Regions from separate parts of the Mus musculus genome. Here all the other regions are linked to region 2. A link is a contact called in public HiChIP or PLAC-seq data. All regions are on one chromosome and are shown on one strand. The core of a region is the stretch at or near the end of the contact, and the rest is flanking DNA. Distances in the headings are between cores, read along the strand shown.

Region 1 (3,332 bases), core at 151-2,650, 620 kb before region 2:
CAATGCAATCAGCACAAAGGTTTCCGCTTCACACTGGAGCGTGCGAGGAGCCCGTGAGCACACATGCGACTGGAATGGTCCATTGCTCCACAGGTCCAGGAACACTGACCCCGGAAGCTAAGCAAACCCCTAAGTCAGAGTTTGCAAGTTTTTGTGGAAGTTGCATCTAAAGTGGAGGCCAGAGAGTGCTGTTATGTTACTGTTTCCTTTATTCCGAGACGAGGCCTCTCTGTACAGCCCTGGCACTCACTATGTAGACCAGGCTGGCTTTGAACCCACAGAGATCTGACCACTTCTGCCTCCCAAGTGTTGGGATGAAAGGTTTTCATTATTTGGCTCCTTGGTGTTCTTAGATTCATAACTATCTCTTCTGGATTTCCCCGTCTGGATGGGTTTCTCTCAGTCTCACCTCTAGTGCATAAAGGCAATTATGTTTAGTATCCATAATAATCAAGACAGCTCTGACAGTTTGCGGATTTGCTTGTCTATAGTTAAATAAATAAAAAATTTCCCAAAGAATGGGGCAGCAAATGTTCCTATGAGACACAGATGCCTCATGTTCTAAGGCAGAGGGAATATTTGAGGCTGCAAACCCAGAATGGCTGGGTTTTCTATACCTAACCTGAAGAACACTCTCCAGAGTAGCTAGTTGACAAGTAAATGCGACTGAACGAGAATTGGAAACATACAACTAACAGCACTACTAAAGAAACAGTGGGGGCTGGAGAGATGGCTCAGCGGATAAGAGCACTGACTGCTCTTCCAAAGGTCCTGAGTTCAAATCCCAGCAACCACATGGTGGCTCACAACCACCCGTAATGAGATCCGATGCCCTCTTCTGTGTCTGAAGACAGCTACAGTGTACGTATTTATAATAAATAAATCTTTGGGCTGGAGCAGATGGGGCCGACTGGAGAGAACAGAGGTCCTAAATTCAATTCCCAACAATCAGATGAAGGCTCACAACTATCTGCACAGCTAAAGTGTGTAGTCACATACATAAAATAAAAAAGGAACAGAGTGAGCAGCAAAATGTCACCTTTGTACTGTCCCAGCACTCTCAGCAGTAGCCCTGGGAGCCGACAATGTTTGTTGTTCTGCCTGAGGCACTAGATACATGTTTCACATCTGCAGCTGGGAAACAGGACTCACAGGGCAGCCCAGTTTGGGATAACAGGGGATGTGAGCTCAAGACAAGTCCATCTTGCTAAGTTACCAACATCTCTTTCCACAGCCCAAGTGTGCTATGTGGCAAAGTACCTTTGCGTGTACTTTGTGGTAAAAGAGGGCAGTACCACAAGACAACTTGCTTTCCCACGAAGGGTCAAACTGCATGGAGGCTGGCTGCTGATGCAACCTCAGAGCTATGTTACAGCAGGCCATCCTGTGGCTGCTGCAACATTAACCCACAGCACCGCCCACAGGGGCTGGACACAGCGTGGCCAGCTGTGCTGATGGCCAGCCTTGCAAACTAGTTGTTCCCATCATGCACCTGACACACGTGAAAACCCCATGTAAGGACAGAAAGAGTGAAGCGTACAGGGGCAAACGGCACCTGTCTTAGAATGGGTCACCTGAACTCCTTCCTCTCCTCCACCTAGTGTGTCCATAAGACAGGGGTCCCGTACTCCAGCAGCACAGTTCTCTGGAGGCCAGCATGCCCCCCTTCTCTCTGCAGTAAAATTCATCAACATCTCCTACTTTGGGATTCTTACCCCACAATTCTTTCTCTAGGGCTGACAACCTAGGAAACCGTATCGAGGTCTTATTTTGCTTTCTCCATCTCAGAAACTCCCCAGCCTTTACTAGGGATGACAGTTCCAAACAACAGGCCACACTTCTAAGTTTCAGTGGTCACAAGAAATAATCCATTAAAATAAAAGAAGAATACTCAAAAACACTTTTTTATTTATAGATATGTGTGTGTGTGTGTGTGTGTGTGTGTGTGTGAGCAAGCCTCTGTACCACAGTGCACATGCAGAGGTCAGAGATGACCTGCAGCTGTCAGTCCTCTCTTTCCATCACGTGGTCTTGAGGATCTGACTTGGGTTAAGGCTTGATGACAAAGACCCACTCCTGCTGAGCCATCACCAGCATATCACATGTTTTCCAATACTTATTTTTAGTATCTTAAATTATATGTATTTCTGTGTATCTAAATGTGGGTATTTGCACCTCGAGTGCACTAGCCTGCATAGGACAGAGGTGAGTTAGCCTCCCTGGAACTGGGGTTACAAGTGGTTTCAAGCAGACCGACATGGATGCTGGGAAGGAAACTTGAGTCCTCAGCAGACAGTGCTCGGAACTGCTGAGCCGCTCTCCAGCCTCCGTGATTTATTTTTAACAAAAAAAGTGCATGTCTACACATCTGAATTTAGCTGAAAAAAAAACAAAAAAAAAAAAAACAAAAACAAGACATGAGCCCATTTTCCCACATTTTATTAAATATGAGTGAAACAACAACTAACACTGGCATGTGAGAATAAAAGGCAGGCAAGAATGAACAAGGGCTTGGTAGTCAGAGGCCTGGTGTGATATGACACACATGTTCCCCGCCTGTGCCTTCCTAGTGGCTTGAATAACACGGAGGTGCCTCAGGCCTCAGAAAACAAACTCCTTCTGACCTTCTCCTGCCAAACCTGTTTTCCCTTCTAAGCCAGGTTACCAGAACTGGAAGGACACTCATCCCAGCCTTTCTGTCCTGAAGATAGCCATAAAGAAACTTGAGAGTAGCTAAGTGGATCCTAATGGAGATTCCAGAAGCGTTCCTGCCCCACAGCACCTACAGGAAATGCTGCAGAGGCTGAGAAGAGGCCATAGACAGACTTTGCTGGGTTTATCCCTCAGCCTAGTGTTAGCATTGGGTCTCACCCTTGCTGTCCAATCATGCTCCCGAGCTTCTCGGCCATTCCCTGAAACCCAGAAAGGCTGCAGCACACAGAGCTTACAGGATGCTGAGCTCCCAAGGGAGGCACAGGCACACCCTGCCTCCCATATCCTGCCCCGCACATCATTCTATCTGTATTCTTTGCAACGTGATTTATAGTAGCTCAAGAAATACAATTCCATGCGGCAAATTAATCAAACCCAAGGAGAGAGTCCCAGGACTCTTAAGCGACCTTCCTGAACACTAGGGGTTCAGAACTGTTACAATCATTTGAGATGGAGTGGGAGGGGGCAGTCCTGTAGAACTGACGCTTCAACCTATCTTTAAAACTGATTGCCTACACTCACGGTGGGGGGCTGGAGGGTAGAGGCTGTGGAGGGGTGTGTGTGCGTGTGTGTGAGATGGGAATGGATGACCCACACATTTTGGCATCTGTATTACGAGA
Region 2 (3,307 bases), core at 792-3,291:
CCTCTGCCTTGTAAGTGCTGGGATTAAAGGCGTGCGCCACCACTGCCCTGCTTGGACGCAATCTTACTAGAGTTAGATACTAGTATTCAACTTGGAGATGTCAGGTAGACCACTGGATATAAAGATGTGAGCTTTCTTGGACGAACTCTGAGGGAGAAAAAACTGGAAGTAGCTGTCAAACAAATGGCCTCAAAGTGAAATTCCCTGACGACACCACAGAAGGACCGTCAAACCTTGTCTTGGTCACCCAGCAAGTTCAAGTCCAGCCTGAACAACTTAACGAGACTCAGTCTCAGAGTTAAAAAAAAAAAGTTATTTTAAGGGCAGGTGTGGTGTCACCCACCTATCATGCCACCACATGGAAAACAGAGGCAAGATCAGGAGTTCAAGGTCAGCCTCCCCTACAGCATTAGATGCCATCCCAGGCTCCATGAGCCCTTACTTTAAAAAAAACTAAAAGAAACAGAAAAAGCTGCTGTAGGCCCAAAACCATGTTCAAATGTGTCAATATTGCTTTTTAGGAGAAATAAGAATGGAAGATTAAGCAACTGGGAGGTGAACAACAATTCCTCCCCAGTGAGACAGGTGGCAGTACCCACCCCTCTTCCCCCTTTTAGCCCGTAAACAATACTGTTTCCCCTCCCCTGTCGCTGGGACAGGGACAGTCCCCACTTGCTTTTCAGGTCTTATTCGAAGGACATGAAATCTGGGATACCCACCATGTAGAATTAATGTTCATCTGCTTTTTTGTTTAAATAGAAATATCATCACTTTTTTCCTCTCTCTTGAGAGACAGGGCTCGTTAATCTGAAATTTACTATATAGCCAAGAAGGTCTTCTGCCTTGCTTCTCGAGTGCTGGGATTACAGGTGAGCCTCGCCACTCCTGCTTGGAATATGTAACTCTATTTAATGGGTGCCTTGAGCTAGACTTCCGGTGTTATCAGGAGGAACGAATATCTTATTTCTGTATCAAAACTGCCTAAAAACTTAACACAGCTCAAAACATTATGCAGGCAGTCCACAAATACTTCAAACGCCCAGAGGATAAATAAATAAATGCTAGACCACCAGGTGGTGGTGGTACCCGCCTTTACTTGGGAGGCAGAGGCAGGCAGCTTTATGAGTTCGAGGCCAGCCTGGTCTACAAAGTGAGTTCCAGGACAGCCAGGGCTATACAGAGAAACCCTGTCTCGAAAAAAACCTAAAATAAAATAATGCTAGAACTGGTGTGAGAGATCACTTTTCGTTGGCTTAACTCTGAATTCTGGAATTCAGGAGTGGAAGTGGAGGAACACGCCGGTAAAGTATTCTGATGGGGTGTCAGACCGGCCCAACTCACGACTCCACCCCTTGTCACTCACCCAGCCGCGTGGCGCGCTCTCGCGGTGGTGCTGACCGATCACCAGCCCCATGGTCAGTTTCGAGCTCCTCCTGCTGTTGTCTGGCTTGCTGCAAAATCCGTCTGCTTAGCCGGGGTCCCACATACTCTTCCTCCTCTTCGACCTCACGCCCCCGCCGTTTTTCTCGGGTCCCCGCGCGCACTGCGTTCCCAGCCAGGATCTGCTCGGCCAGAGGTGCATGCTTCTCCCGATTGCTGGCCCCACGTGTCACCTTGAATTTGGGCATTTTGGCCGAAAAAATTGCCCACCAGGTTCACACGTGTGAAGCCGGCTAAAAAGCCGATACTGCGCTTGCGCTGTGTGTTCCGATCGCCAAGAGGCCACTGAGAGATCACAGTGCCCCCCAGCGTTAGGAGGCCGGAAGTTCCTCATCTATTACTCTCAGGAAGAGCTTCGGGACCTATAGCAGGAGCCCCCAAATTCTCAGGTAATCTCATTAGAAAGGTGGATGTCCAAGTCACCCTTTTCCAGAATTCATGAAAGTAGCCTAGGGCGTCCTGTCAACCCGTTGGACGCCTTGGGGGCGGAGCCGAGTCGATGACGTTCTAGAAATGTCACCACTGGGTACCAGAGATGGCGCTCCCTGTGGGCGTGTCGCCGCGGCGCTCAGTATTTGCGCATTTCCGGCGGTCGATCAACGACTGCTTCCTGTGTTTAGGGGGCCGCCGTTCGCGTGAAGGTCTGGAGTCTCTGAGTTCGAGGGTTTGGAGGCGCCACCTTTTGATCCTTCGCTATGGGAGTGACGTGGTAGGACTTGAAGGGCTTCTGTGGTGACGGAGCATATAGGGTCGTGAAGGTGTCTGTGGGCCTGTGATGGCCCGGGGAAAGGGATTTTGACCGAGGTTCTCGGTTCCTCGGGGGGCTGACCAAGATGTCTTCCGGTTGTGTGGATGGGGGACACTGCGTGGGACTTCTCTCTTCCCAGACACACCCCTTTGGCAAAGGGAGCAGCGCATCCCTAGGACCCGCCAGGAGTTGTACCTTTTTCTTGGTACCTCTTCCTGTCCTTGAGGCCTTGTAGTGTCGCTACTAGCACCCAAAGGTTAGAAATAGGGTTTCTAGATTAGGAGTTGTTCGCAGAAAGGGATAAGAGTGGCGCGAGGAGAAAGTGACTTTTCTATTTTGCTTGCAGTTACAGACTTTGAATTGGCCATTTTAAGGTGTTGGGGCTAGTGACAGAGGTAGGAGGAAAGGAGCGGTTGGGAGTTTGGAGTTCGGAGTACCAGGCAGAGACAATTTTTCGAGCTGGGTGTCTCACTGTGTAGGCTTGGGAGGCCCGGAACTCACTCTGTAGAACAGGCTGGACTCGAATTCACAGAGATCCACCTGCCTCTCTCTGCCTCTCAAGCGCACGGATGAAACGGACGCGAGCCACCATCGCCTGGGCTTCAGACAGTTTTGATTGACTTTTATCTTAAACATGTTTGAAGTCTCACTTGATAAAAAGGCAGTTGGTAAGGTTTGGGCACCGTGCTTTTCTGGGTATTAATTTTAAAGTACTCGGCCTCAGCACTTAAAAGTCTTGGTAGTGGTGTGCTTCTTTCCAGTTAAAGAAGCTTGGAGGCCAGGGGCCACAGGTCTGCCCTGTGAAAGGAAGGCTCTTGCCACAGTTGACACTAGGAGCCTCATCTCATACTTCTACCCTACTGTAAAGAATGCCTGTGAGCAATGAAGACAGATCACAGCAGAGTCATTTAGAGTTCAGTTTCCCTGTTTGCAGTAAGTTGATACAGGACAGGGCCTTTCCTGGGGCCTTTGGAAGAGTCAGGCAATCCATCTGAGGGCTGATGCCTTTGATTCCAACATTTGGGAGGCAGAGTCAGGCAAGTTTCTGTGAATTCCAGGCCAGCCTGGTCTACCAAGTGAGTTCCAGGAACTCTTGGGGACTGATGGGTGGGGATCAGA
Region 3 (3,176 bases), core at 407-2,906, 980 kb before region 2:
AGGACTTTGCCATGAGCAATGACTACCCCACACATAAGGAACACAGGACAACTTAGGAACACCAGCTTAAGAGACCCCAGGGTTGGTTTTTAGGCTATGCCTACCTCTTTATAACTGGGGGTGGGAAAGACTTTCATTCTCTGGTCCCTAAACCCTCAACAGCTGGTCAGGAAGATGACAGTATACAATTCCCTGCCCCTGCCCTCCCGGCTAGAACTCATTAAAGAGAAGGCTAAGTAAGTTCTTTTTAGGTTAAGGACTAAGACACCCCCACCCCCACCCCCGCAGACTGTCTCCCCAAGGAGGGCTGTTTCCGCAGACCACCACTGGTAGTTTTGTCTTGGAAGGTAAGGAGGGAGTCATTTGGACCAGCAGACTGGGTATATGGGTGGCTTGGCGATTTCCGGTTAAGTCACTTACAACACCTTAGTTGTGACCGACTCTCAGGTGTGATCAGCCAGGAAATAAAAGTCTGCGGGACAGGGTGCCCCTTGTTTGCCCTGGAGATGGGGGGGGGGGGCGGGGGGGCCACACCCTCACCAAAGTAGAGAGACCCTTCACGAAAAGCCAGAGTTGGGCGCTCTCTCTCTCTCTCTCTCTCTCTCTCTCTCTCTCTCTCTCTCTCTCTCTCGTTCTATCTCTCTCTTTGCCTTTCTGCCCTTAGGAAGAGAGACAATCCTTTCCTCCGAGAACACGGACACACGGACAGGATGGAAATCCAGGAAACAGCAAAGCAAAGCCCGTCCGCACCTTGGCAAGCCGGCCATGCCCGATTTTGGCAGCGGCCTTCACTCATTAGTCACCACTACAGCCTGGGACCCTCCGCTCCAGGGATACGACCCTGGCACCGAGTAGGCTCAAGGCCTAGTTGGAGGAGAAGATTAGGCACTTCTCAGTCTAACCTGCCCTCACCCGCAGGGCCATCTGGGGTTCCAGCTTTGCCCCGGAACTTGCAGGGAGGGACCCGGGCGCGTCGGGCCGGCATAGGTAACAAAGCTCCGCGCCAGGCGCGCCCCATGTCAGCTCGGACGGGATCGGGAGCCAGGCCTATCCCCCTCATCTGGGCTCCAAGGCCCGGGGCATTCCTGGGTGTCCGCGTCCGCACCTTTTCACGGGATGGGAGGGCACTGCTTCTCCAAAAGGGAGATCTTAGCAGAGCTTGGGAGCCAGCGACTCCGGGCAACGCTCGAGCAAACTCTCGGATCGGGCGGAGAGAACTCACAGCAAACGCGTCCCCGCGCCCCAGTGCACCGTGTCGCCACCGCGTAGGGGGCGTCGCCAACCCAGGATCCTCGAGCCCCTAGCGAGCCTCTCCACCTCCCCAACTGCCCAGCCCACCTCTCCAGGGCCCTTCCAGCCCCCGGGACTCCCGCGCTTCTCAAAGCACAGCTCGGATCCTCCCGGTTCTCGGGGGACTCACCGGCCAGCAGCGGCAGAAGCAGGGCTCTGAGCAGAGTCAGCGGGCGGGCTCCCATCCTGGCGGGCTGCAGACGAGCAGCGAGGTTCAAGGCACACGGCGAGCGGGCGCGCGGACCGGAGCGCGGGGGCCGCCGCAGCAGCTACAGCCCGAGCCCGAGGCGTCCGGAGCTGGAGCCGCGCGCGCCCCGTACATCCAAGCCCTCGAGCGCGCCGCCGCCGCAGCCAAGCCACGCCCCCGACGCCCCCTCCTCTCCGCCTGCACGGCGCCCCGCCCCCTGACGCCCCCTTCCCCGCCGTCGAGGGGAGGAGCTGGCAATAGAAAGAAGGATCTGGGGAATGATGGGGGGGGGGGGGAGCAGCAGTGGCCGTCTTAGGGGAGTGCCGGAGACCTGGGTGTTGTTCCCACCGCCTAATCTATCCACTGGGACGCAAGAGAACCAAAGTGACTCTCAGAACTCCGTTAGGCCCTCTGAACCTACCTGGAGATCTGGAGCAATAGTTTGCCCAGAATTCTCCAAGTTGCTGGAGTTAAGCAACCCAAAGTGCTGCATGAGACAGACCAGCAGGGTGTCTCAGAAGAAGGCAAGGAGGACATAGCCAGGATGTCTCAGAAGACAAGGAGGGCACAGCTGTGGTGCCCGGTGGAACAGATGTAGCCAGGGAGGGGGAGGGGCGTGCGTGACACTGGACAAATCTGAACCCAAGGTAGAAACCCTGGGCTCCAACCCCCAGCGAGAGCTATTAAACAGACATACATCCCAAGTCCATCTCCAAGCAGTCTGGGCTGTGTCAGGGCATGGCCAAATCTCCAGCTGTGGGGAGGCCCAACGCAGCCCTTGTTCCAGGCACCCTCCACCCCCAGCGCCACCACCCCCACATTCTTTCTTTGTTGTGAAAGCAGCAAGGGGTGTGGGAGGCGGGTCAGAAGAAGTCAAGCTTTAGAAGATGGGCCCCAGCTGCTGACAGGCCTCCAGGATATGCAAGAGAGGATGGATAGCGCCTTGTCCCCCTTCTGGCTCTGGAGGGCCCCCCAGGCCTGCTTAGACCTCCCTTCCCCCAAGCAGCTGGGAGGGGGGAAGGAAGCCACAGAGGGCCTCACAGGCAGGAGAAGTGGCGCCAGGACTCCAGGGTCCTGCCACATGGCCACCACATGTCCCTGACAACCCCGTCCACAGCACCTTCTTCTTGTGTGCCTCATTCCCCATCCCCCAGAAGTCTTCCTCCAGGCCCTGCTAAAGAGGGTACAAACACGGAGGGAACCATTGAGCCAAGAATTCAACAGTCCTGCACACTACCACTGCCCTCATCCTTCTAGGAAGGGTCCTGAACAACGTCTTCAATGAAGACTCCGAACACAAAATGTTACCTGGTTCATTTATTAAAGAAACAGTGAAATATGTGGACCTGTAGTGAGGCAGCAGAGGGTAAAAGAGACCAGGGCAAGGCAGCCCAGTTGGCCAGCCCCAAACTGACAGAAGAGCCAGCATCAGGCGCATCCCTGAGGTGCAGACCCACTTTCTCCCACCTTGGGAGCCTCAGTCAGCTACTCTAGAGGACTCCAAAGTAGAGATCATGTTATCCTGAGGGCCCTTCCGAAGGGGGGTTCCCAGGGAAGGAGCCTAGACCCTAGAAGCAGCAATCTACCACATACACCGCTCCCTCTTCACCATCCTATTGAGTTGGGGAAGAGACAGGAGCCATGGGGAATGCTGTAAGGGCTGTGGGGACCCAGCAGACTAAAAGAGGGAGTTGAATGT
Region 4 (3,394 bases), core at 536-3,035, 650 kb after region 2:
CTAAAAACAAAAACAAACAGACAAAAAAACCTTCCCTCCCAGCCTTTCCCCATGCACAGATCTTCCCTTTACAGCACTGTCCCTACAGAACAGTGTGCATTTGCTACACTGGGTAAACTCACACTGACATGGCACCATCAGCTCAGACTAGCTTCTTTGGGATCTGCTGTTGGTGTCTTGCACTCTCTGGATACTGACAAATGTATAATGACGCATCTCAATGTTCTCCATGAAGAAGAAAGTATTTTCCTAAATATCTTGTGTAGTGTAAGACTTGTTTTTACTTATGAATAAGTGTATGTATCTTTGTGTGGATTTGTTCATATGGATGCCCGAGGAGGCCAGAAGAGAGCGTCAGATCCCCTGGAACTGCGGTAAGAGGTGGTTGTTAGCCCCCCTGACATGGTTGTCAGGAGCTGAACCCTGGCCCTCTCCAAAAGCAACACATGCTTTTTCTTAACTGCTTCAGTCTCTTGTGTGACGACGTTAGAAAAAATAAAATTTGATTCCAATACTTCGGTTCAGTAATTCAGGGAAGATAAGATTGAGTTTATAACTAAAGCTTTGGCTGGGGATGTAGCTTGGTGGAATGGCGAGCTGTTTTCTTACTAGCATGTACAAGGCTCTAGGTTTGATTTCCAGCTCTGCAAACCAACTCAAACAAATGACGTTTATATCCCACACTTCTGGTTCCCTCATAAGTACAAGGCAGGGCCATTAGATTTTTTTATTCTTTGCTTTGCCATCCATCAACTGCTACATAGGAGGTCCCTAGAGTCCCTGGGAGTGGAGCAGATGCATGAAGACCAATAAGAATTTAGGTGTTCTGATAGCCAGTGGTATCCCAGCTGCTACTGTGGGCTCGCCAGTGAAAGACTGAGGTTCCCTTGATGTGGTGTGCATATACCTTCCCTAACTGGTTGCTACTGATTGTTGACTCCACTTTCAGTCTCTCAGATCTTGACAGTTTGTGGGACCGTGAAAGGCAGCCTGTTTTCTGGTCGAGCTAGGTTTAAACCCTGGAGACCCAGCCTGGGTCACCCTTTCTTCCACACAGTTTTGCAGGTGAGATGTTAATGAGAGATAATTTTTCTCATAGGTTTCACTCTCCCACTCACATGTCCTTTAACATGGTCATGAATTCCCTTGCTTCCTTTCTCACCCTTAAGAGGTCCCTCCCTCTTGACTTCCCTTCTGACAATTCTTTCTCATTGTTCTCTACCTCCCAGTAGCCCCACTTCCCCCTTTCCAAGGGACCATCCTTACACTCTGGCATTGGAGTCTGGTGGCTTACAAACCTTCCAGGATGACAACATACTGGAGGTGAGGGCCCTGACTTATCTTAGTGATGGGGATTCCCAGGACTCTGGGCACACCTCTAGGGACCTTTGACCTTTCTCAGGGAAAAAGAAAAGAGGAACAGGCCTCTTACTTCTCATATTGTTTTCTACAATGTTCTTTTTTTTTTTTTTTGTAGCAATAATGGAGGAGTGTGATTGGTGGGTGGTGTGGAATGGCTGAGATGGGACACGGATGAGCAGGGGTGAAGAGTGAGGGCCAGAGATGGACCCTGCAGTTAGGAGTCCCCAGTCCAGGCCTGTCCACTGTTCCTCTCATGTGTCCACAGAACCTATCTACCTAGGTCAACCACGAGATGGACCCTGCAGTTAGGAGTCCCCAGTCCAGGCCTGGCCACTGTTCCTCTTATGGGTCCATAAGCCCGCCTTCCCAGACTGGCTACTTCCCCAATCAAAGCTCTGATCTTCCTTGGTTCTTACATCTCACAGATGATGAGACTTAGGGGAAGACTTGCCTAGTTCAGAGGTCTCCTCCTTTTCTCCTCTCCTCTACTGACAGAATCTGGACTGGTATGGCCTGGAGGTACTCACAACTGCTCCTGGTCCCTGTGCAGCTGGTGTTCCTGGCCTCAGGTGAGATGATTCCCTGTACAAGGGTTTGAGAGGTGGGATAGATAAAAGGACAAGGAACCAGGCTGACCCTGTGACCAGGGCTGGCTTTGGGGCCATGTTGTGCGTCTGAGTGTTGGAAGTCATTGCCTCTTGGCTTCCCTAGCCCCAGAAACGAATGCATACAGCTAGAGCTCTGACCTCTGACCTGACAGTTTGTTGTCCAGGTGTCTGGGGGTCCACAGTATCTGAAGAGCTTCATAGAATGGTAGGACAGAGCCTCTCCGTGCAGTGCCAATACAAGCCTAAGGAGGAGTCCTATGTGCTGAAAACGTGGTGTCGGCAAACAGCCCCAAGTAAATGTACGAGAGTGGTCACTACCTCTGAGCCTCGGAAAGCAGCCAGGGAATTACAGCACACAATCTGGGATGATCCTGAAGCTGGCTTCTTCAACATCACCATGACTCAACTAACAGAGGATGACTCAGCGTTCTACTGGTGTGGTCCATATTATCCTTCCCTCAGAGAAGTAACTGTTCTCAGAAACATCAGCCTGGTGGTGTCGCCAGGTAAGGCCTTTCTTGGGGATACAACCCTCTTCTACAGACCAAGCACAATACATATCCCTGATCCCTTCTCTTTGTGACCCCCTAATTTTGACACCTGATCTGACTGAGGAGAGACAGTTTCCCATCTCGGTCATGCTTGGCTCCTCATTGAGAAAGAATGTTTAGGTTTCATGGGGTAGGCACTTGGAGTCTCTCTCTGACTCTTAGTTAGTTTACACTAGCATTGTGTAACTTTAATCCTAACATTTGGGAGGCAGAGACAGGTGGATCTGAGTTTGAGGCCAGCCTAGTCTAAATAGTGAGGTCCAGGCCAGCCAGAGCTACATAGTGGGACTCTGTCTCAAAAAAAAAGTTGAAATGTTTTTATTTTAAATTATGTGCACTCATGGGCACATGCCACATGTGTGCCAGTGCCCATGGAAACCAGCGACTAGGAGCCTCTTGCAGCTAGAGTCATAAGTTGCTGTGAACCACTCAATGTGGATGCTTGGAACCAAACTCAGATTCTCTGCAAGAATCTGTGTTCTCAATGGCTGAGCTATCTCTTCAGCCCTCCTACTTGCTTTCTTACTTAGGCAGACCTGAGTTACAAATTTCTACTGGCACAAGGGCCCCTGAGGTCTTCCTTACCAGGGGCCAACCCTGGCATGGTCCTCTTTTTTTGTTCTCGCTTCTCCTTGAGTCAGCAGAGGGGGAAAAGGATTGGCATAGGGTAAGACTTTTGTCTTGCGAGATACTTAGAGTTGTTGTATAATAATAAAAAGTTGACTTGTCTAAGTCTAAGTTACTTTGCTACTGTAGCTGACCTGACTTTTGTGTCCTCAGAGGCTAGAAACTGCAGTCTCGGGCATTTAGCACCTCATCCTAAAACAGCAGGAGATTAAGTAAAGGGTTAATTGCAAGAGATGTTTTCCCTTT

The links. HiChIP or PLAC-seq counts read pairs in DNA pulled down with a chosen protein or histone mark.
Region 1: an H3K27ac HiChIP or PLAC-seq map of the NIH/3T3 cell line shows a contact between it and region 2, with 3 times the contacts expected there. The contact joins the enhancer-like site here to the promoter of Med20 in region 2. A contact is called at or near these places in 4 of 39 promoter capture datasets (the 3T3-L1 cell line, cranial neural crest and liver), 1 of 484 Hi-C or Micro-C datasets (CD8 T cells) and 4 of 115 datasets of contacts at active chromatin or transcription factors (the NIH/3T3 cell line, bone marrow-derived macrophages, embryonic stem cells and 1 more).
Region 3: a contact with region 2 is called in an H3K4me3 HiChIP or PLAC-seq map of craniofacial prominence, with 4 times the contacts expected there. The contact joins the promoter of Ptk7 here to the promoter of Med20 in region 2. A contact is called at or near these places in 1 of 39 promoter capture datasets (liver), 1 of 484 Hi-C or Micro-C datasets (B cells) and 1 of 115 datasets of contacts at active chromatin or transcription factors (craniofacial prominence).
Region 4: a contact with region 2 is called in an H3K4me3 HiChIP or PLAC-seq map of bone marrow-derived macrophages, with 4 times the contacts expected there. The contact joins the promoter of Treml4 here to the promoter of Med20 in region 2. A contact is called at or near these places in 1 of 39 promoter capture datasets (hippocampal neurons) and 1 of 115 datasets of contacts at active chromatin or transcription factors (bone marrow-derived macrophages).

The regions. Positions count from the first base shown.
Region 1 is chr17:46,993,766-46,997,097 of GRCm38.p6, forward strand. All of the region lies in intron 2 of Ubr2 (ubiquitin protein ligase E3 component n-recognin 2), which reads right to left. Among named protein-coding and RNA genes, the nearest start is that of Ubr2, 15 kb to the right of the region's middle. Within about 2 kb of position 1,401, at least 131 of the 459 cell types and tissues checked have an H3K27ac peak or open chromatin away from gene starts, as enhancers often do. A contact at or near this core is called in CD8 T cells, the NIH/3T3 cell line, bone marrow-derived macrophages and 1 more, where this site is marked.
Region 2 is chr17:47,609,544-47,612,850 of GRCm38.p6, forward strand. Med20 (mediator complex subunit 20) reads left to right here and starts at 2,042. Exons shown (of 4, transcript NM_020048.4): 1 at 2,042-2,149. The coding sequence starts at 2,136. It overlaps Bysl (bystin-like), which reads right to left and starts at 1,949. Exons shown (of 7, transcript NM_016859.3): 1 at 1,364-1,949. The coding sequence starts at 1,628. Gm20517 (predicted gene 20517) reads left to right here and starts at 2,042. Exons shown (of 9, transcript NR_157366.1): 1 at 2,042-2,149.
Region 3 is chr17:46,627,848-46,631,023 of GRCm38.p6, forward strand. Ptk7 (PTK7 protein tyrosine kinase 7) reads right to left here and starts at 1,657. Exons shown (of 20, transcript NM_175168.4): 1 at 1,421-1,657. The coding sequence starts at 1,475. It overlaps Klc4 (kinesin light chain 4), which reads right to left. Exons shown (of 16, transcript NM_001357130.1): 16 at 2,782-3,176. The coding sequence ends at 3,176.
Region 4 is chr17:48,262,510-48,265,903 of GRCm38.p6, forward strand. It overlaps Treml4 (triggering receptor expressed on myeloid cells-like 4), which reads left to right and starts at 1,786. Exons shown (of 6, transcript NM_172623.2): 1 at 1,786-1,931; 2 at 2,123-2,476. The coding sequence starts at 1,871. The region is part of intron 1 of Gm52308 (a long non-coding RNA gene); the gene reads right to left.